Regions from separate parts of the Capra hircus genome. Here region 1 is linked to region 2. The links are chromatin contacts, called in public Hi-C maps. All regions are on one chromosome and are shown on one strand. Each heading gives the region's core, a stretch centred on a gene start, on an enhancer-like site or on the middle of the called end of the contact. The rest is flanking DNA. Distances are from core to core; before and after follow the strand shown. Region 1 holds the start of MRPL39 (39S ribosomal protein L39, mitochondrial). Region 2 holds the start of ATP5J (ATP synthase-coupling factor 6, mitochondrial).

Region 1 (7,178 bases), core at 1,678-4,177, 140 kb after region 2:
TCTAGGTTGGTCATAACTTTTCTTCCAAGGAGTAAGCATCTTTTAATTTCATGGCTGCAATCACCATCTGCAGTGATTTTGGAGCCCAAAAAAATAAAGTCTGACACTGTTTCTACTGTTTCCCCATCTATTTCCCATGAAGTGATGGGACCGGATGCCATGATCTTCGTTTTCTGAATGTTGAACTTTAAGCCAACTTTTTCACTCTCCTCTTTCACTTTCATCAAGAGGTTTTTTAGCTCCTCTTCACTTTCTGCCATAAGGGTGGTGTCATCTGCATATCTGAGGTTATTGATATTTCTCCCGGCAATCTTGATTCCAGCTTGTGTTTCTTATGAACAGTATGAAAAGGCAAAATGATAGGATACTGAAAGAGGAACTCCCCAGGTCAGTAGATGCCCAACACGCTACTGGAGATCAGTGGAGAAAAAACTCCAGAAAGAATGAAGGGATGGAGCCAAAGCAAAAACAATACCCAGCTGTGGATGTGACTGGTGATAGAAGCAAGGTCCGATGCTGTAAAGAGCAATATTGCATAGGAACCTGGAATGTCAGGTCCATGAATCAAGGCAAATTGGAAGTGGTCAAACAAGAGATGGCAAGAGTGAACGTCAACATTCTAGGAATCAGCAAACTAAAATGGACTGGAATGGGTGAATTTAACTCAGACGACCATTATATCTACTCCTGCGGGCAGGAATCCCTCAGAAGAAATGGAGTAGCCATCATGGTCAACAAAAGTCTGAAATGCAGTACTTGGATGCAATCTCAAAAACGGCAGAGTGATCTCTGTTCATTTCCAAGGCAAACCATTCAATATCACAGTAATCCAAGTCTGCTCCCCAACCAGTAATGCTGAAGAAGCTGAAGTTGAATGGTTCTATGAAGACCTATAAGACCTTTTAGAACTAATACCCAAAAAAGATGTTCTTTTCATTATAGGGGACTGGAATGCAAAAGTAGGAAGTCAAGAAACACCTGCGGTAACAAGGCAAATTTGGCCTTGGAATGCGGAATGAAGCAGGGCAAAGACTAATAGAGATTTGCCAAGAAAATGCACTAGTCATAGCAAAGACCCTCTTCCAACAACACAAGAGAAGACTCTACACATGGACATCACCAGATGGTCAACATTGAAATCAGATTGATTATATTCTTTGCAGCCAAAGATGGAGAAGCTCTATACAGTCAACAAAAACAAGACCAGGAGCTGACTGTGGCTCAGATCATGAACTCCTTATTACCAAATTCAGACTTAAATTGAAGGAAGTAGGAAAACCACTAGACCATTCAGGTATGACCTAAACCAAATTCCTTATGATTATACAGTGGAAGTGAGAAATAGATTTAAGGGCCTAGATCTGATAGAGTGCCTGATAAACTATGGACTGAAGTTCATGACATTGTACAGGAGACAGGGATCAAGACCATCCCAATGGAAAAGAAATGCAAAAAAGCAAAATGGCTGTCTGGGGAGGCCTTACAAATAGCTGTGAAGAGAAGAGAGGCAAAAAACAAAGGAGAAAAGGAAAGATATAAGCATCTGAATGCAGAGTTCCAAAGAATAGCAAGAAGAGACAAGAAAGCCTTCTTCAGTGATCAATGCAAAGAAAGAGAGGAAAACAACAGAATGGGAAAGACTAGAGATCTCTTCAAGAAAATTAGAGATACCAAGAGAACATTTCATGCAAAGATGGGCTTGATAAAGGACAGAAATGGTCTGGACCTAACAGAAGCAGAAGATATTAAGAAGAGGTGGCAAGAATACACAGAAGAACTGTACAAAAAAGATCTCCACAACCCAGATAATCACGATGGTGTGATCACTCATCTAGAGGTCTATATTACTATTGGCTGCTGCTGCTAAGTCGCTTTAGTCGTGTCGGCTCTGTGCGACCCGAGACGCCAGCCCACTAGGCTGCCCTATCCCTGGGATTCTCCAGGCAAGAACACTGGAGTGGGTTGCCATTTCCTTGGCTAAATATAGGCAAAAGCCTTGCAGACAAAGGTCCGTATAGTCAAAGCTATGGTTCTTCCAGTAGTCATGTACAGATGTGAGAGTTGGACCATAAAGCAGGCTGAGTGCTGAAGAATTGATTCTTTTGAATTGTGGTGTTGAAGACTCTGGAGAGTCCCTTGGATAGCAAGGCGATCAAAGAAGTCAATTCTAAGGAAATCAACTCTGAATATTCATTGAAAGGACTGATGCTGAAGTTGAAGCTCTACTACTTTGGCCACTTGATGCAAAGAGCCAACTCACTAGAAAAGATCCTGATGCTGGGAAATACCGAAGGTCAGAGGAGAAGGGCACGACAGAGGACCAGATGGTTGGATGGCATCACTGACTCAATGCACATGAGTTTAAGCAAACTCCCTGAGATGGTGAAGGACAGGGAGGCCTGGCGAGCTGCACAGTCCATGGTGTCGCAAAGAGTAGGACACGACTTAGCGACTGAAAACAACAAAGAGAAGCCGGGTGTAGACCCGCTCAAATCCCCCTAAAAATTAAGCCTTGCGAAACCGAGAGTTAAGCCACAGCAGAGGATGCCATCGCCGTGGTCAGCCGGGCTGCATGAAAGCAAGAGTAAACAGAAGCCACCTTTCCTCGATTTTTCTCCCCAGAAACATGTTTTGTGAGCACTAAGGGTTTTTCCAGCCAGCCAGGCTCAAGCCCGCGGCGGACGGAGGTTGGCAGCACGTGTTGGGGTCTGCGGCTCCAAACCAGACGTTTGTCCCGCCCGCGGCGCCCAGGGTCCCCGAGTCACTCTCCGCGCTCCCGGAACAAACCCGGATCAAACCCGGATCAAGCCCGGATCCAGAAGCCGGACCTCCGGCGACTGACTCGCAGCGAGGCTTGAGCGCGCCCCCTAGCGGCGGTTGCCGTCCGAGAGCCCGGCCCGGAACGAAACTGTCGGGCGGAACCCAGAGTGCGCGCTCGGAGTTTCCGGGGAAGAGGACGGAGGAGGACCTGCGCGCGGAGGTTCCTACCGCCGCGGAGGAGGCAATGGCGGTGGTAGTCTGGGGGCTGCGGCTCTGGCGGGCCGCCCCCAGTGGCGGGGCTGCCTGGAGTGAGTTATCAGCGGCCGTGCGGACGAGGAGGGAGGCTTAGAGGACGGTGTCTGTTCAGGCTGGACCCCAAGCGGGTCCTAGGGGGGAGTCCCGCGGAGCTGAGGGGGCGGAGGCGGGTGTTTAAATCTGCCGCCTCTCCCGGCCTTGGGGTCCAAATCTCGGGGAGCTGAAGGGAAGGGCCGTTGGAGAAGCTTGGGGCGCCCCCTGAGAGGGAGACCACGTCCTGGTGCATAAGTGCCCTTGTTTTCCCATTGAACTCGTGCACGCCTTGCCAAATCAGCTGTTTTGGGGTTTCGGGGAAAAAAAAAAAAACCAACAGAAAAACGAAACAGCCTTTCTCCCTCTAGATATGGAGCGATCTGGCGTGGGACCTTCAGTCTCTTGGCGCTTTCTTGTCGCCAAGACCTTTTCAAAGCGACAAACTTTGCTCAACTTTGCCTTGACTGCTCTGGTTTTTGACTCCGCTTCCTGGTTACCTTTTTCTTGCTCCTTATTGTTTGTAAAGCACAGATTGGAATTCGACGGAGAAAACTGGTGAGAAGTGGAGATCTGATGGTCAAAGCAAAGTGGAAATAAAAGCGCGGATCTGGGCAGGCTGCGGTTCTCTTGCGTTGGCGTTTTAATTAATATTGTTGCAAAGTGGACCTCTGAGCTCCTTTCGGCAAATAGCATTGAAAACTCCCTTGCCTTCTATTCTTTCCCGGCTGGAGGAGGGCGATGGCAGGAATGGAACAGGGCGGCTGCAGGGTGTATTCACATTTATTGTAACTTCCTCATAGGGTCTGTGGCCACATCACCTGCTTCTCAGCTGTCACCGACCGAACTGATACAAATGCAGAATGATCTCTTTAACAAAGAGAAAAACAGGCAGCTGTCACTAACTCCCCGAACTGAGAAGATTGAAGTGAAACACGTTGGTAAAACTGACCCTGGCACTGTCTTTGTGTTGAATAAAAACGTTTCCACTCCTTATAGCTGTGCCATGCGTAAGTAACGGATCAGGGTCCCATTTTGATGATTTTAAATAAGAAAGGGGAAAAACTGGTGCAGAGGAGACAAGATGTAATTGCTCCCTGAACTCCCCAGTATCTAGCTTCTTCCTGTGTGTTCACTGTTGACTTAGCTGTTGAGAATACTAGGGGTCGGGTGGGTATTCTGATGTACAGGTTGTCCTGGGACTTGCTTGAATCTGGCTGAGTTTAGAGTGCTGTCATCGTGGCAGATCTGAAAGTATAACTACTCTTGTGCTTGCCATTTTTAGAGACACTCTTGGTGTAATGAGGGTAGTTCCCATGTGTGTCCCATTAGAGGATTTTGAGACAGAGGGACTGCCCTGACCTCAGATGATCAGCTATTTTTTTGGCCTTCTTTTCCTTTCTTGCTCTTTTATATCTAACTTAACCCTTTTATGAGCTCACTGCTTGCCTTGTGTGTGTGTTGTGTCCTTATTTGTAGTAAATGTGTGAGTGCATGGCGTGAGTGTGATTGGGGTAAAAATACTTCTTATGTTCATATATTAAAGAAGATAATAATGCCTTGTGTGTGTGATCTGGTTTGGAAATTAAGGGAGCAGGGCCTCTGTATTATTTTCGATCAAAATTCTTTTGTAGTAACTTTGATAGAACTGGTAATGTTTAAATTCCGAAAGAACAAAAAGTCAATTTGTAAGTCTTGCATGCTCATTCGAATATGACTATCTGCATTGTTCAGGCTCTTGGAAAACTTAGTGATGATTCCATTTGAGTAATTAACGTTAGTTAAAAGCTTAAGGTGACCTACAGAGTGTGAACTCCCAATCTTCCTTTACTTTGGCACTTGAATTAGTACTTACAGTTGCTTCCTTGTTTGGCGAGCACTTATGGAACCTCTGCTGTAGGATAGGTATTAGGAATACCGAGGAGGCTAAGACAAGGCCCTTAAGCGGTTTTACACATTTCGCATGTAGAGATGGAGCCTCTGAACGCTCCCAGCATAACCCCTGCCCTCAGACTTGCTTCTCTCTCATACTGCCAGTTGTTCAGTACCTGGTTTTTTTTTTTTTAATCTTTTTTTTTTTTTCTTTATTGACTACCTGTCATATTTCAGGTCTGGTGCTAGGCTCTAGATAAATTGAGTGAGCAAAAATAGGCATGATCCCTGCATTAGGGAGCTTATTGAGACGCTATGGTTGGACCACTTCTGTGAATATCTTTGTACTCAAAAAACATCTAATCAGGGATGAAGTTGCATTCTGGAGTCATATAACAGACCAGAGCTGATCTGCTTATATGTGAATGCATACTGATTACTACAAACTGATAACTATTGTATTTAATTTAAGAGTCCATGTTAGGGAAGTAAGAGATGATTTGGAAGGAAGGCCCCAAACCCCTCTAGAACAGACTTACTGTGGATGTGTATTTTTATATTTTCCCTTCTATGTTATTTGTGCATATATCCAGATTTATTCATGATGCTGCTCTCTGAATATTTAAGTGTAGCTCTTGGCAGATTATTTTATTACTTAATTAACAGATTAATTTCAGGTTAGACTTAGCCTTAATGTTTTTTGCTTGGGTAATTTTGTTAATAATTAACAATACACTGAATGTGTTGGAAATTATTTTTTATTAGCTACAAATATTTTTTTCCCCTCATAAAAGACAGCTTGCCAAATCTTGCCTTTCTGTCTTTTTATTTCTTAACGTAGCACTTAAACATGTAACTTTTCACGTGGGTTTTGTTAGAGTTAAATCTTCAATCTGTTCTGAATTCCTAGATTTAAGTGAGTGGTACTGCAGGAAGTCTATTCTGGCTCTTGTGGATGGACAGCCTTGGGATATGTATAAACCTTTGACCAAGTCCTGTGAAATTAAATTTCTAACTTTCAAAGATGATGATCCAGGAGAAGTCAATAAGGTATTTCTGCCTCTGCATTCTTTTGTCCTCATTCCCCTAGTTTTTCTTCCCCCTTTTATTAAAATCTGTTTACTTTGGAGTATGCTTGTACTGTGCTACGTTGCCTTGGTCCTGTTCGACTCTTTGTGACCCCATGGACTGTAGCCTATCAGGCTCCTCTGTCCGCAGGAGTCTCCAGGCAAGAGTAGTGGAATGGGTTGCCATGCCCTTCTCCAGGGCATCTTCCTAACCCAGGGATCAAATCCAAATCTCTTGCTTTGCTGGCAGATTCTTTACTGCTGAACCACTGGGGAAGCTCCTATGGAGTTAAATATGCCCAAAGTCAAATGTTGTACTGTACTAATCAGGGTTTTAATTGGTAGATAAGGCATTTTCATAGTTCAGAAATCCTCAGTGGCATTCATATCTGTATTTTGGTTTGAGAAAACTATATGATGTGTCTTTCACATTCATATATTTGTTCAGCTTAGTTTTATTAATCACCCTGTATATTGCAGTAATTTTTTTGTTCCCTTTGACCATCTGTTCTATATTATTTCAATAACTTTTTAACTTCTCTCCCTCCCTCCCTTTTTTATCTGAAAGTCTTCCTTAATAGTCTTGCAAAAGTTTTGTTGGATGTTGTGACTGATCCCTAAAGCACTTGCCTACCTGATAACCTTTCATGTAACTTTCCTGGCCTTGCATGGACCCTTCTCTGACCCCCACCTGCTCTTTGAACTTTAGTTTCTGCAGCATCTTTCCACTTCCTCTCTGCTCCAGCCACACTGGAGGACTTGGACAATAATGGTTTCTGCTCTGTTGTCCTCCTTGATTTGAGTATTCTCTTTCCTCCCTGTTAAAATCCTGTTTATCTTTCATAGTTAAGTTAAAATGTAATCTGCTCTGTGGAACCTTCTCAGTGTCTTCTTGTCAGATGAATCCCTCTTCTGGGTCTCGAAACAGTTGCGTAGTGTCTCTCGACACAGTATTTTGATTTTCCCTTGTAATATGAGCTGTTGAATGCATTGGATTCTTGGCTCTGCACAGACAGGGATCATGACCCTTATTGGATCTTGTCCTTGACTTACATATAGTAGGTGTTTAATAAGTATTTGTTGAAATGAAATAATTTAAAGAAGGAAATGATAAACATGATAATTAAAGTAGCTAACATGAAACATTTATTGTCTTATCAGACACTGTTTTAAGTGATTCACAGGTATTAACTC
Region 2 (6,438 bases), core at 1,055-3,554:
TCTGAACTGATCTTCTTTCTCAATTCTCTAAATTTAGCCTAAAGCAATGGAGACATTTGGCAAGCTGTCCAAATCTTTGCCGTCAATGCTTGAGTGGGTCTTAGCTCTTCTCCTTGAGCCAACTGCCCAGGATTCTATGTCAATACTTAAAAAAATGGAGAAGACAGCATTACTTGGAGACTTTCCACACAGGAAAATGTTCCTTGACACTGGTTTTTCCTGGATTAAACCTAACCTGCGTTCAGAACACTTCACAAAACAATACAAATTTATATTTAACTAAAAATTCCAGGAAAGGCTAGTATTCTTTAAAATAGTTATATTTACCACTATCTTTTAAAGCCACAGATAAATTTGAGGATTCTCCTCCATTGGAGCACATTATTCGAGTTTAGAATAATTTTTCATAGTGAAGGACAGTAAGTAAATGAAGGATAAATAAACACAAATGTAATCTGGGAGTTTTTCTCAAGTTAAAAAATACTATTAAATATTCTGAGAAAAAAGACATTTTTTATTTTTAAAGATAAAAGTCAATAGCTAAGAAAAAGTAAATACAGACATCTGTGTGTATACATCCAGAGAGAAAGCAAGTGTGGAAAAAGTGTGGCAAACGTGATGTCTCTGGGGGTGACGGTGTACCTTGTACAATTTCAGTGTATAATTTTCTGAATTTTCCTTTAGACTTAAAGTTTTATAAATGAAAACTGGAAGGAGACAAGTCGACAGTTTTAATTGTTCAGCCTCCACCTGCTCCTCCATTAAACACCTAGCTCATTATTTAGATTCTTATTTTAAGATGATATACGCCTCATGTCACTGCTCCTGTAAACGCAATCCAGGTAAAACTGACATAAGTCCATCTAGCGTCAGAATTTGTCTGAAAATAATTAAGGCTGGAAAGCTTGGATCAAATCCTAAGAGAGAGAGAACTTATTGTTCCCTCCAGTTTCGAACTAGTTGACCCAGTTTCTTTTGACATTAAGACAATACAATACCTAAGAACGTTATCCCTGCCCAGTTCTTTGCTTACGTGGACCCTTCTAAACCTTTGCTGCCTCCACGACTCAGAACTACCGCGAGTCTTTCTAAATCACTAATCTCTTGCAGTGCAACATTAGGCGTGGTCCTCCCTGCCGTTAACCTAATCAAACTGGGATTCCTAAACACAAAGACGTTGTTGGCTTATCTTCCAGCCTGCAAAAGCAAACTTAAAAAGCTGACAAGCTACAGTAACCCATCGTTTTCTCGTTTCACTTCCTCGTTTTTAAAAGAAACCCAATGTCCCAGACATTAAACAGATGGCTTTAACGCAACTGCAAGACAATTCTAGAAAGACCACTGGACGGGAAGGGAGAGCGCATCGCTGAGTTGGCAAAAGATCGATATGGCATCGTCCTGCGAGATCCCAGGGGCGTCGGGATCAGGTGATTCCGACCGCGGCGGCTGCGAAGCACGGCGGACAGCCGAGCAGGGTCACAGGGCGGGGAGGGGGCGGCGAGAGGTGACAGGAACTACCCGGGCCCCGGGGGCGCGCGACCTCGCGGAGCCCCGCGCCGCGCGCCCCCCGCCCCTCCCCGCACAGCCTCCCCCGCCCCTCCCCACCCGGCTCCCTCAAGTCTCCACGAACGGAAATGGGAGTCACAGCGCCGGGGACCAGCGGAAACAAAACACAGAGGCGGCCGCGGGGGGGCCGCGGTGGGGGAGAAGGCCCCGGAACGAAGCCGGCCCGCGCGGGCCCGCGCTCTCTTCCTCCCCCGCGGCCGCACTCACCCGCTCCGGATTCGGCCCCGTCGCCCCCGCCCGCGCTCCAGAGCCGGCTGAGAAGCGCAGCGGCGCGGGCTCCACGTGCAGCGTCTCTCCCAGTAAGACCCGCAGCTCCCACGACTCGAAGTGGGAGGCCCCTGGGCCCTTCCCGCGAAAACGGCGCAGAGAAACTCCAACCACCCCCCTCCCGCCTCCCAGGCACCCCCGGGTCCGGGACTACAACTCCCAGCAGGTTGCGCGAAACGGACGCCTGAGGCAACGGAGGCTCACGAGGCACAATGTAGCAGTAACGCCCCAGTTCGCTTTGTTTTACACTGTCACTTTGCACAATCGTATACCCCAACAAACACCCCCCTCTCCCCCGTCAACCAAGGAATAGGACGCTGACTCGGGGCCGGGGCGACTGAACTAGGGGACAGGCCAGTCCAATGGCGCATGCGTAAACCACACGGTTTCCGAGAGGCGAAAAGAGAGCGGGTCAAGTTGGGCGAAGGAAAGATGGCGGAGGCGTCACTAGAGGACCCGGAAGCACTTACCCTCCACTTCCTCCTCCTGTTTGGCTTCTGTCTCACCTAGAGCCGTCCGGTCGCAGTGTCTCCGAGACGCTTCCTGTCCGGTGAGCGTCGACCGTCTGAAACGGCGGCCCATAATGCATTGCGATGGCGGGTAGGCGGGTGGGGGCGGAGCCAGGGCCGGAAGTAGAACGGGGCGGCGGCGGCGGCGGTGGCTGGCTGCTCGGCACTGAGTGCAAGGTGACTGGGAGTGTGACTGGGAGGGTAACTGGACCTACGTGGCCTCTTGGGACTTGGGTTCTGGGTTTCTTCAAGAAGTCTGGGATGCCCTTTTCCCTCTAGGACGCTGGAAAAGAGAGCAACCTTGTATCCCGGGACGCCTTCACGGCCTGTCCCGGGTCATTTTCGACCTCGGCGCCTTTCGGCCTTGATGTTTGCTGTAGATTGAATAAGGAGCCAGACAATCCCGCTCTGAGGGCCAGCCTGGCTCTCAGGGTGGCGCGGGCGGCAGGGAGGCCGGCGCTTCGTGGACTTGCAGCCCGTCTGGGGCAGCCCAAGGTCATATCATGTCCGCAGGGCCGGTCTGCAGCCAGGCCTGCTTATCCCGGAAGCGTGGGAGGTGGTTCTGAACTCTTTAGGCATAGAACTTGAGCGAAAAAGACAACAGTCATCTTAAAAGTTTGGACGCCACCTAAAGATGTTGGTAGTGCTGAAACTTGGTTAAGCAGCTTTTGTTTTACATCACTGTTTCCTGGAGGAAAGCACTAACCTTGGACTGGCCAGTCATCACTGTAAACGGGAGAGCCATGCTCCCTCTCAGCACAGGGCCTCTTCTTATGCTGTGTTCTTTTGTAGCTGTTGCGTTCCCCAATTTCTTTGAGTATGTCCAATCCCTGTCATAGCTGGCGTGCGTGGCCTCGCATAGTACTCGAATAGAGGACTTAATCGTAGTTGATACTCTGTATACATATTTGGATTTCCTGGTGGCTCAGACGGTAAAACGTCTGCCCGCAATGCGAGAGACCCGGATTTGATCCCCGGGTCGGGAAGATCCCCTGGAGAAGGACACGGCAACCCACTCCACTACTCTTGCCTGGAAAATTCCATGGATGGAGGAGCCTGGTGGGCTGCAGTCCATGGGGTCGTAAAGAGTCGGACACGTCAATACCTATTTGTGTAATGATGTGTATATTTCTCAATAGATATTAAATCGTCGGGGGAAAAAATGAAACAGAGAAGGAACAAGTTTTGATAGTGAGATTATGTGTTCCTTTTTTAGATGAGTTTGAGAGCAAGATAAGACTTCTGAAGGGATGAGAGGTGTTGATGTATAGGTTTGGAATTCAGTAAGAAAACCATGCACAATTAGGTGTGATTTGGGGATCATTAATAACCTGTCTTGCACACTGTCTTACTATCTGTGAAGGAGGCTCAAGAATACTTTGCTCTGTTTCTTAACAGGATTGTTGTAAGGGTACCAGGAGAGAATATGTATGGAAGTACTTAGCAGAATACCTAGGTCTGAACAGATGTTACGGTGACCCTCTTGGGGAATGTTGTTTGTGTGTATGTTGCCAAAAGGGAAAGTATACACTGAGTTGCACAATTTTAAAAATGTATTTGTGTCCTGTCAGATGCTGTTGTGTAACCTGGGATCGGGTTCTTATCTCTAAGCCACAGTTTCTGTATCTGTAAAATGAGAATGATATTAAGTAGCACCTTGGGTGTTGGTCGCTCAGTTGTGTCCCCGACTCTTTGTGACTCCATGGACTGTAGCCCACAGGCTCCTCTCTCCGTGGGATTCTTCATGCAAGAATACTGGAGGGGGTTGCCATTCCCTTCTCCAGGGGATCTTCCCCACCCAGGGATGAAACCCGGGTCTCCTGCATTGCAGGCAGATTCTTTACATCTGAGCCGCCAGGGAAGTAGCACCTTGCTGCTAAGTTGCTTCAGTCGTGTCCGACTCTGTGCGACCCCATAGATGGCAGCCCACCAGGCTCCACCGTCCCTGGGATTCTCCAGGCAAGAACACTGGAGTGGGTTGCCATTTCTTTCTCCAATGCATGAAAGTGAAAAGTGAAAGTGAAGTCGTTCAGTCAAGTCTGACTCTTAGCGACCCCATGGACTGCAGCCCACCAGGCTCCTCCATCCAAGGGATTTTCCAGGCAAGAGTACTGGAGTGAGGTGCCATTGCCTTCTCCAAGTAGCACCTTAAGGTCATTCAGATAGTTTTCTTTCATCCTGTAGGTGAAGTATGGTAGATTGTAGGATTTATTTTGAGTCTTTTATGTGCTAGTTCATGGGCTTCCCTTGCACTATTGACGTTTTGAACCAAATATTTCTTTGTTGTGGGGAGGCTGCTGTTGTTGTTGTTATAGGATTTTGGCAGCATCCTGGTTTTTACCCACTAGAGGCTAGTAACATTCCCTCTGTCAGGACAACCAAAAATGTCTCCAGACATTGCCAGGCATTTCCTGTGGGACATCCCCACCGTGCTTAGAGAACTGCAGTGCCACTCTCCAGTCTTCTGGCTTAATGCTTTCCAACTCTCACTAGTAAAGGGCCGCTTTCCCCTTAGCGCTTGTGGATATCTTTGAAGAATCCAGTAAAAATGAATTACTGGAAATTTAGTAGATGAAAGTCAAAACATGGAGACACAAAGTATGAACTCTTAATTGCTTCCCTTGTGGCTCAGCTGGTAAAGAGTCCACCTGCAATGTGGGAGACCTGGGTTTGGAAGATCCTGGAGAAGGGAAAGGCTACCCACTCCAGTATTCTGGCCTGGAGAATTCCATGGACTGTATAGTCCATGGGGCCACAAAGAGTTGGATGAGACTGAGCGACTTTCACTTTCACTATTGAATTCTGCAGGTACGAATTACTCTGTCAGATTGCTGTAAAAGTTTCTAAATGCTTATTCCCAATTTTGACACTACAGTGGAGCAGTAACACAGTACTACGGACAGTCCTCAGACCACACTTTGAGCAGTACCGTTACAATTTAACAGTTCGGTGTGACGGTGCTTGTTTAATTCATTTGGGAAGCCTGGGGAATCATGTTAGTGTGTTGGGGTTTTACTTTAAGGTTCAGAAGTTTTACCAGGCTGTATCGAAGTGTGACTCTATCATTCCAACATGGCTTGGTCAGCCTTTTATTAATCTGGGGCAGTTTCTTCTAATTTTTTTTGTGATCTCCTTATTCTTTTTCTTTTGGAATTCCTGCTTGCATATAATTGATACTTTTATGTTAGATCTTTTCAAGACACTTAAGTAAGTTCTCAACTGAGATCATCCTGTAATATACATACTATAATTTTTTAGTTAAGAAATCATGTATTTTAGCTTCAGGAAGTCTAAGAACTTAGAGGTCTTTAAGTCCTTAAAATTCAGGCTTTCTCACAAATTCTCTTTCATTGATGAGGTGGTACTGCTTGATTTTCCCTCTCTTGTTGGTGGACTCCCTTGTGTGTGTGTTGTTTTGTTTTGTTTTGTTTGACTCCCTTGCTGTTTTTTCTTGCTGGTTCTTTTGGACTCAGATCTGGTTTCTACAGTATTCGTGAATGCCTGGAATCCTACAGCTGTACCACCGGGAGAGTGTATAACTGCGCTATATACTTCTCTCCCTGTGGGCCTGTGAAATGCAAACTGAGGCTGAGGCAGCTGTCTCCAGGCTCCCTGCTTATATCCCTTTTTCTCTTTTGAGGGAGTCAGGAGAACCTGGTAGGCTAATTTGGGAACCAGTATTACTGTCTCTCTGCTGAGAGTGGGCAGTCAAGACTAAAAAGTTCGTGGAGAAGAAACACCCATCCCAGATTTTGTGCTTTCTTTCTGCATCTGACCTAGTGGAGGTGCATGCACGCCTGAGTGATTCTGAACTGCTGCTAGATCCCAGGGCCTTTTGCTTGAGAAACAAAACACTTGCAGTGAGGGGTAGAGAGGGAAAGGGATCTTTGGTCAGGTGACTGTTCTTAGTATTCACTGAGTTCTGGTAAGTTCTGTAGCACTTAGTAGAATTAGGTACCCACTGTAACACTTTTACAGGGGTTTTACAATTATATCTATCTTAATATATCTTCCCATGCTGGTTCTTGTTTCCAGTAACAGTATCACCATGATTCTTCAGAGACTCTTCAGGTTGTCCTCTGTCGTTCAGTCTGCA

The links. A called contact is a pair of places that touch in the nucleus more often than the background predicts.
Region 1: a contact with region 2 is called in a Hi-C map of blood, with 2.1 times the contacts expected there. The contact joins the promoter of MRPL39 here to the promoter of ATP5J in region 2. A contact is called at or near these places in 2 of 5 Hi-C or Micro-C datasets (both in blood).

The regions. Positions count from the first base shown.
Region 1 is chr1:9,235,237-9,242,414 of ARS1.2, forward strand. MRPL39 (39S ribosomal protein L39, mitochondrial) reads left to right here and starts at 2,928. Exons shown (of 10, transcript XM_005674737.3): 1 at 2,928-3,068; 2 at 3,849-4,055; 3 at 5,828-5,967. The coding sequence starts at 3,005.
Region 2 is chr1:9,100,230-9,106,667 of ARS1.2, forward strand. It overlaps ATP5J (ATP synthase-coupling factor 6, mitochondrial), which reads left to right and starts at 2,305. Exons shown (of 4, transcript XM_005674730.3): 1 at 2,305-2,383; 2 at 6,378-6,438. The coding sequence starts at 6,391. GABPA (GA-binding protein alpha chain) reads right to left here and starts at 2,514. Exons shown (of 10, transcript XM_005674733.3): 1 at 2,304-2,514.